Linked DNA regions of Danio rerio: region 1 is linked to region 2. The links are chromatin contacts, called in public Hi-C maps. All regions are on one chromosome and are shown on one strand. The core of a region is the stretch at or near the end of the contact, and the rest is flanking DNA. Distances in the headings are between cores, read along the strand shown. Region 1 holds the start of mrps9 (mitochondrial ribosomal protein S9). Region 2 has its middle 290 kb from the start of tmem182b.

Region 1 (5,018 bases), core at 599-3,098, 390 kb after region 2:
TTTTTATTATATTAATATTAACATTAAATATATTAGGTTTTCAGGGCAACACCGTGGCTCAGTGGTTAGCATTGTCACCTCACAGCAAGAAGGTATGGGCCAATTGGCATTTCTGTGTGGAGTTGGCCCCGTGTTTGCATAGGTTTCCTCCAAGTGCTCCGTTTTCCCCGACAATCCAAAGACATGCGCTATAGGAGAACTGAAAGATCTAAATTTGCCATTGTGGGTTGCAGCTGGAAGGCCATCCGCTGTGTAAAACATACTGTATGTATATACAGTATATATCATGTATGTATGTAGATAAGTTGGCGGTTCTTTCCGCTGTGGTAATCTCTGATTAATATAGGGACTGAGCTAAAGGAAATATTAAGTTTTCTTGTCATTTAAATTCAGAGATTAAATAAAATAATTAAATAAAATGGCAACAATGCACTGACAAGATCTGGTTTTCTTTGAAATCCATACATCCTGCTAAGTTTATACTGTTGTGAGATCCTTAAGCCAGGCAGCTCAAAGGGGTTATTTGTTACCATTACAAAGTTGTCTTGTTTAGCTCCCAATTTCTTTCAAAATCAGCGATCTGCCTGTTAGATATACGATATGTGGGTCTCGGGTTGGACAAGAAGCACTGCATTAAATTCCATTTCCCCTCGCCTTGTCTTTAAAATATGATAGTTTATTTTTACCCCAGTATTTTTAATGGAATTTATGCTCTAGCCGGTTGCTGCTGACGGCGCTAGTGGTTACAACGGTCTTTCATCTCGTTTGTACGCTTGAACAACTAAATGAGTACTTAATTCTATTTAACTGAATGTTTTATAATTACATTACAACATCAATGCTGTAAAAACAACCTTGTGAAATTAAAAAAGTCACAATAAGCTTTTCACCGTTTATCGTAGGCTATAAAACTCTAGCTGTGCAAAGAGCCAATTGCTATTAGTTTTTCAAAGTAACAAACGGTACAATTTCTAACGTATGACTGCTTTTAAAACCCTCACACAGTCACAGTCCTCAAAAAACACAGCAAAATGATCAATTATAATCCAGACTCAACATTGCATATGCTTGTGATTGCAAATGATCACATTGCATTGTAGATGTTGAAATGATATATTGTGCAGCCCTAGCATATTGAATAAAATACTGTTGCAACATTACAGAATACTTCAAAATCTTTTTTGTCAATTAAATTAGTCCCTGATTGGACAAAATATATTTAAAACACAAATTTTACTTTTATTTAAGGTATAAGGTAGCCTAATATCAGTATCCTGAAGGGTTTCACTGAAGAAAAACAATAGTAACAGCTGTAAATTTTCACCCTTGAGAACACAACTGCCCTGAATACAGTTCAATGAATAAATCCCAATATATAATATATTCACAGAATGAGTGTGTATGGGTGTTTCCCAGTGATGGGTTGTGGCTCGAAGGGCATCCGCTGTGGAAAACATATGTTACATAAGTTGGTGGTTCATTCCTCTGTGTTGACCTTTGCTTAATAAACAGACTGAGCTGAAAAGAAAATTAATTAATTAATGATAATGAGAGTGTATGAGTGTTTCCCAGTGATGGGTTGTGGCTGGAAGGGCATCCGCTGTGGAAAACATTTGCTGGATAAGTTGGCGGTTCATTTCGCTGTGGCAACCCCAGATTAATAAAGAGACTAAGCTGAAAAGAAAATAAAGAAATGAATATTCACACAGAAATATGTTATGTTATGTTATGTTATGTTATGTTATGTTATGTTATGTAACTTACGTGCACTTGTGGAGACGTATATGATACTCACAAAGAACTCTGTACTACCAATGATTTTTTGACAATGATGAACGACGTCCCTTGATTCCAGGATGTGACGTTTTCACTACTTCCTGCCTAAGCACAAGTCGCCGAGCAAACATGGCAGCCTCCGGTAGCCGATGTGTGAGGTTGATTTTATGGAAGTATGGGAGCTGCGGGAAGAATTTCTGTTTGTCACGATCAAGGACAGCTTCACAGGTGAAATGCGTTCTTTTTGTTCCTTTGTTTAAGAGCAGTTTAAGTACCAGTTAATCTCGTCATTGAAAGTGATGCTGCAGAGAGTGTTGTGTCCTTGTGGTTGAATTGTGACAGTAGAATGCTTATGTACTCGGTACAAACGGGTAAATTGACAAGATGGAGAGAAATGTCATTCATTTACAGTACACGCTTGTTGTAGTAATAAACAAAACTATTTATAATTTATGCGTTTGTTGGTTTAGTACAGTATGCTATGCAGTATTCTCCAAGCTAGCCAATATATCATCAATATTAAGGTAAAGTTGGTTTTTTGATATTCGCACATCCAGAATTTTCTTAATATTATATTTTCACAAAGGTTTTATTTGCAAATTCAAAATAGTTAAGTCCTATTTGCAGCCAAAGACGATCAAAGTAACGTTATAACAATGTTCAGTGAATTAAATAGTGCTAATGTTATTTTGAAGTCATACTTGCATGCTGTTTCTGACTGACCGAATACTCAATGTAACATGGTAAACAATATAGGGAGTGGAATTAAGATATGCAAGGACCAAAAAGAAAGAATAACACTAAATTATACCCCATTAGTTAACTAAGTGCAAAAGAAATTCAACATTTGGCTAATGAGAGATCTATCTCTGAATAAAAGAGTTTTGTTATCAAAATCTGAAAAAAACACTTTGTAATCCATTTAATCAAGTTGGGCTGAACGTACTTGACTTTGAAATATCTAACACTATTTTTAAAATCAAGAGGATACAAAATTATTTTCGCTCAAAAAATAAACTATGGTATTACATTCCTAATATTATTTTTGAAAAAGTATGGTGGCATTGATTTTTTTCTTAATTACAACTTTAATATTAGTAAGCTTCCCATAAAACTTTCTAATTTTCACAGACAGGCATTGTTATCATAGATGATTATATACAAAACAATTTTTCCCCTCACAAATGCTTAATTTGGAATAATACATATATTACCAAATTAAATCTCTTGGTTTAGAAATAATATTTCACTGGTTTCACAACTTTTAAATAGTAATAAGGGTCATGTGCTTACCTATTTAGAATTTCTAAAAAAAAAAAGTGTTTCCTTTATATGCCTGTCAAAGAGTATATGATGGTAATTAATGGTATTCCCTCAGAGCTTAAGAAATTATTAGAAAATGATATATTGTAGTTCAAAATACAAATGTAAATTTTAGTCTTAAATTGCAAAGTATACATATAAAAGAAAAAAAATGTAATAATAATTGTCTTAGATTGATTTGCTGGATTGTCTGTGTTCCTTCAGCTATTGGTTATTGGAGATCACAATTTCAAGATGTCAACTGGAACGAGACTTTTAAGATTTCTAGACGTTTTTGTATAACAAATAAATGAGAGAGGTATCATTTAAAATCGTTCATCGTCTGTATCCTGTAAAACAGGTAATTGCAAAATTTTGTAAAGATGTTGATTTAAAATTTGCTTTCTGTAACGATTTAAAGAAGAGAGTATTGTTTATTTATTTGATAATTGTATTTATACACAATTGTTTTTGTGTGATCTTTTCTTTTTTGTTAAACATAGTTTGAATATTGCTTTGGAATTCAAAGAAAAAGATGTTTTAGTTTTTTATGGGAATACAGTCAAATTATCGACAAAATTTGGTATATTGGTAATTTTCTCATTATGTATGGAAATTTCTTTTCATAAATGTAAATAGGTAGTGAAAAAAAACAAAGTTTACTCACTTTAAAATAGAAACAGGTTTACCTTTATGTACGACAGGGGTGTCCAAACTTTTTGGGCCGAGGGCCAGATGCAAAAAAAAAAACGTTGTCGCGGGCCAAATTTTACATACATCACACAGACACGCATATATAAATGTGTGTGTGTGTGTGTGTATGTATATATGTATATATATATATATATATATATATATATATATATATATATATATATATATATATATATATATATATATATATATATATATACATATATATATATATATATATATATATATATATACACATATATATATATATATATATATATATATATATATATATATATATATATATATATATATATATATATACAGTTGAAGTCAGAATTGTTAGCCCCCCTAAATTATTAGCCCCCTGTTTATTTTTTCCCCAATTTCTGTTTAACGGACAGAACTAATTTTTTTCCACACATTTCTAAACATAATAGTTTTAGTAACTCATTTCTAGATACTGATTTATTTTATCTTTGCCATAATGACAGTAAATAATATTTGACTAGATATTTTTCAAGACACTTCTATACAGCTTAAAGTGACTTTTAAACACTTAACAGGGTTAGTTAAGTTAACTAGTCAAATTAAGGTAATTAGGCAAGTTAATTAGGCAACAATGGTTTGTTCGAGTAACGAACCTTTCTCTGATACAATTGAGTAAAACGGATCACTGGTTCAGAAATGTTCATTTCACCATCAGTAAGTTTTACTTGGTATATTTATGTGTTGAAAATATCTTTAACTTAACATAAAATAACATATTAATCCAGACACATTATCTTGTGATCCAACATTATACACTGTAAAAAAATCTTTAATTTTATGGTTTACTTCCGACAGCTGGGGTGCCGGTTAAATTACAGAAATGTACTGTAAAATAACAGGTTGATTTACAGAAATTTATATTTAAGAAAATTTCTGTAATTTAATGTACGTTATTTTACGGTAAATTTCTGTAAGTTTCAAGACTCAAGACTTAAGGGGCTAATAATTTTGGCATTAAAATGATTCATAAAAAATTAAAAACTGCTTTTATTCTAGCCGAAATAAAACAAACAAGTCTTCCTCCAGAAGAAAAAATATTATCAGACATACTGTGAAAATTTCCTTGCTCTTTTAAACATCATTTTGGGAAATATTTAAAAAAGAAGAAATAAATCATAAATTTAATAGATAGATAGATAGATAGATAGATAGATAGATAGATAGATAGATAGATAGATAGATAGATAGATAGATAG
Region 2 (5,021 bases), core at 1,319-3,818:
ATAAATACAACAGCATTTTACTGCAAGGTCTCTTTAAATGTAGAGTTAGATATAATACAAATATTCATTATACATAACACATAAAGCATTTAGTTCAAGTAAAAAATATAATATTTTACAGTGTTTTACAATTAAACTAATTTCTTAGTGTGCATATTGGCCGATCACCCTAAAACCCTTTTTGAATGAAAGAAGCAATGATTCCAAATATAAAAAAGCTGAACATATATTTTATTTCTTAATTGAAATATGGAATTTAATTGACAGTTCATCGAGCAGTTTTTGAAATTTTAGGATTTCTTCATTCAAGCAGATAAACACAATGAATATGGCTGTCAATTGAACAAACTTTACTTGAAACATTAAGATCAAAAATGGAAGATTAAATGCAGTTTAGGGAAATATGACAGGGGCCACTATAGTCACTACATTTTCTTTTTAATCTGATCTATGTACAAATTTATTTCGGGGTAAATATTTGATTAAAAAGATAGACACAATAACAATTCATTTATTCATTTTCCTTCAACTTTCCTATATTCATCAGTGGTTGACACTGCGGAATGAACCACCAACTATTCCAGCATATTTTTACACACCGGATGCCCTTCCAACTGCAAGTCAGTACTGGGAACACCCATGGACTCTCACACAGCGCATGTTTTTGGACTGTGGGGGAAACCCACGCGAACACGGGAAGAATATGCAAACACTAAAAAAGCCAACTGGCTCAGCCAGGACTCGAACCAGCGACCTTCTTGCTGTGAAGCAACAGTTCTAACCAATGAGCCACCATGCAGCCACTAAGAATTATAATAATAATGATGATGATGATGATGATGATAAAATGGAAAAACTAATAATTCAAAAGGAGTGATAATATATATATATATATATATATATATATATATATATATATATATATATATATATATATATATTTATATATATATATATATATATATATATATATATATATATATATATATATATATATATATATATGCAGACCCATAGCCAGCCTGGTGAAAGGGGTGTTTTTTTTTTTGTTTTTTTTTTCAAAACGTGGACCTTTTTGCAGTCAAACGCCTCAGTTTCTATTTAATTATGAGATTTAAATACTGCATTTTAGTGACTTTTTTTGTTGTTTTTTTAGCTAATTGGATGTCATCATAACCACACTTTTTGATGTGCAAAAAAATTTCCTAAAAAATTGCAATAAAAAAAAAAATTAAATACAAATTTATTACAACATATATTATTTGGAAAAAAATAGCAATCTGTTAAAGTTCTAAAGTAAAAAACTGTAGTCTACTGTCATTTATTGTCACAATTTGGCCATTTCAATAAAAAATAATTATTAAAACATAATACTTATAATAATAAACAATAATTAATTATTCAGAATTTGTCTAGCATCTTTGGTGAAAAAATACATTTAAAAAATTCCTGGAATTCAACAATATCCAAAATATATTCAAATTAATTTAATATGGTCTGCTTTTGGTGCTTCACACCTTTTTATTGCTCATTTTTATTTCAGTAATAAGCTCCAAGATTTTGAATAAAGTTACCTGTAAAATATTTTCTCTGTTTAAAAACAAACAGTAGTAAAAGAAGACTTCTCTTACATCGATTAAAGTCCCACCAAAGCAACAGCCAACAAATGATTCCATTGGGTCTTAAAGCCTTTTTGATGGATTACTTTGTCAAAATAAGACAAATGAGCTGATGTATGGGACAAATTCTGGACTTTTGTCAGTGAGGGGTGGGACTTCCGAACCACCCGAACTCCCCCTGGCAACAGGCCTAATATATATATATATATATATATATATATATATATATATATATATATATATATATATATATATATATATATATATACACACACACACACACACACACACACACACACACACACACACATATATATATATATATATATATATATATATATATATATATATATATATATATATATATATATATATCAACTACTGTGGAAATCTTCCTGGTTTTATCAAGTATTAAAAAAAGAATAAAAAATGTACAGGAGGGCTAATAATTTTGACGTCAATTGTGTATCTTGTCATAGCACATACTTACTGAATACTTACTTCAAAAACACAAACCCTTAGACTACAATTGAAACCTCGCAATTTTTCCCGTTTAAGAAATCACTTCACCTCAGAGAAACTGGCCTGTTGCCCTATACACCCTATGTTTGTGTATGTATGTGTGTGTGTTAGATGTTTCTCCGTGTTGGATGTTGCTCCCTCCTCCTCTCATACGTCCTGAATAAAAGGCAGCGTTTGCTAAGTGCAGACGGATCTATTTCACCGTGGAACTTCGCACACAAAGCCTGGGAGTGCAGCTCTCATGCCACTGCCGGGTATCTCTTACGCCCTCTCACATTTACCTTTCTCTCTCTCCGCGCTGACCGAAAGCTGACACTGCGGATGGACCGACAGATAGGCTCGACTCAAAAACGCGCCGCCCAAAGTAAAGACTATCGGCCTCCCTCCTGTTTTACACTCGCTCTGTTTCTATCACGCTTTCCCTTCGTCCGGTGCTCGGATGTGGCAAACGCTCTAGAAAGTTCCCTAAACAGAGTCCTCACACTTTCTTAGTCACACTAGAGCGAGTGTGTGGGACATCAAGATTGATGTTAATCGTTTCCCTTTTCTCTCGGGCACACGTGAGTGGACAGTGTGTTTTACCGAGACGTGGATGTGTAGTATGGCGTTCAGATGAGTGAGTTGGCTGGAAACTGGCAGAGCTGTGACCAGGAACTCCATTAAAATCGACACAGCACACTTTGATTACCATGACTGGTCAGCCAAGTTTAAGCACCCCTACACACACACACACACACTCTCTGTTTCTTCAACATTTTGTCCCACTTTCACGCACAGACACCCACACGCATGCATGCACATAGCCACATCTCCTCTCTCTGTTAAACAGCCTGTGAAAGTAGTGGATATAATGGTCCTTTTGGCCTCATTTCCTCAAACACTAAGAAAAAAGCCTATATGAATGTGGTTAAAACATGCAGAACTCTGAGCAATAAATAGATGTTTGGTCTACTGGCGGGGGGATTTTGTGAAGATTAGATAATATTAATAAAAAATAATGACAGTAAGGAACTCGCTTAAAACTTTTTTCACACAGTTATTAGTTTTGTAAACATATAAGCAGAAATGTTATAAAACTATTTACATGTTGAAAAGGGGAATGACTTTCACAAACAATTTCAAAGAAATAAATTTAACACATCAAATAAATTAGATTTTTTTAAACAATTATAACTAATATCTAGTATTATTTAAAAAAAAATATTGCTTATTAAACTACACTTTTAGAAATTTTACACCACAATTGTAATTGTTAATTTATAGTGCGCTTGTAAATTTGACAGTTTTACTGACAATTTTTACAGTATTACTGGCAAAATTTACAAGCCCACCGTAAATTAACAATTTCAGCTGTGCAATGGAAATTGTTTATTTAAAGTACACATGTAAATTTTATAGTATCACTAGCAATTTTGGTTGTACTACCGTATTAATAATACCGTTTTACCATATTGTACCGTATTGTAATACCGTTTTACAGCATAATTGTAATTATTAATTTACAGTGTGCTTGTAAATTTTACAGTATTACTGGCAACGGTTATGAGCCTACTGTAAATTAACAATCACAACTGTGCAATGGTAAAAGGTAATTTACAGTACACATGTAAATTTTACCGTATTACTGGCAAAATTGTCAGTAAAACTGTTAAATTTACAAGTGCACTATCAATTAACAATTACAAGTGTGCTGTAATTTTATAGCACAATTGTAATTATTCATTTACAGTGCACTAGAAATTTTACAATATTACCGGAAATATTTACAGTATTACTGGAAAAAAATTACAAGCCCACTGTAAATTAACAATCACAACTGTGCAATAGTAATTGTTTATTTAGAGTACACATACAAATTTTTCAGTATTACTGGCAACCATAATTGCCAGTAATACTGTACATTTTATAGCAATTCTTTATAGTGTAATGTTTCATTTATTGTTTTGTTCAAATTACCATTGTTTGCATAACAGCAAAATGTGCCCAACACTGATTAAATACGCAGCTTTCTATACATTTAATTTCAATTAGCATATTTTCATTTTTAAAGAAATATTGCTTGTAAAACAACACTTTGGTACACTGTGCTATAAAATGTACAGTATTACTGGCAATTTTGGTTGTCAGTAATACTGTTAAATTTACATGTGCACTATAAATTAACAATTTTTATTGTTAATTTACAGTGCGCTTGTAAATTTTACAGTATTCGTGGCAGTTTTTACATTACTACTGGCAAACTTTACAAGCCCACTGTAAATTAACAATTACCACTGTGCTGTAGTTTTATAGCACAATGGTATTTGTCAGTCTACAGTACTCTAGTAAATTTTACAGTATTATTGGTAACATCAATATATATATATATATATATATATATATATATATATATATATATATATATATATATATATATATATATATATATATATATATATATATATATTGATGTTACCAGTAATACTGGTAAAAACTTTTTATTATTATTTTATTGCCATTACATTGCAACTGTTTGCATAACAGTAAAGTATGCACAACATTGAATATATAAATATGCACCTTTCTTTACTTTTATTGTACATATTTTCATTTTCGTCTTTTTATAAAATTATCCATCTGAAATGACGAAGGTGATGAAAACATACAATAAAATAAAATAGTAACACTTACAAAAATATTTCATTTGATAACAATAGTTAAATAAATTAGCTATGTCTAAAACGTTTTTAATCATGTTAGTTCAAACAGTGACTATACATTTATTTATTTATTTATTTTTATTAATTAGTACATATTATGTGATGGAAATGTGTTGACTTGAACTGACAATGAAATGTTGTATGTGTATTAATTAACATTTAATAGCACTAATAAAAACAG

The links. Hi-C and Micro-C count contacts between places; a contact is called where the count stands out from the background.
Region 1: a contact with region 2 is called in a Hi-C map of an unstated tissue, with 3 times the contacts expected there. The contact joins the promoter of mrps9 here to the enhancer-like site in region 2. A contact is called at or near these places in 2 of 18 Hi-C or Micro-C datasets (caudal fin and an unstated tissue).

Annotation. Positions count from the first base shown.
Region 1 is chr6:15,951,229-15,956,246 of GRCz12tu, forward strand. It overlaps mrps9 (mitochondrial ribosomal protein S9), which reads left to right and starts at 1,849. Exons shown (of 11, transcript NM_001045396.1): 1 at 1,849-2,004. The coding sequence starts at 1,906. It overlaps LOC141386208 (a long non-coding RNA gene), which reads right to left and starts at 1,828. Exons shown (of 3, transcript XR_012407720.1): 1 at 1,765-1,828.
Region 2 is chr6:15,561,978-15,566,998 of GRCz12tu, forward strand. No RefSeq gene overlaps it. Among named protein-coding and RNA genes, the nearest start is that of tmem182b, 290 kb to the left of the region's middle. Within about 2 kb of position 2,569, at least 24 of the 62 cell types and tissues checked have an H3K27ac peak or open chromatin away from gene starts, as enhancers often do.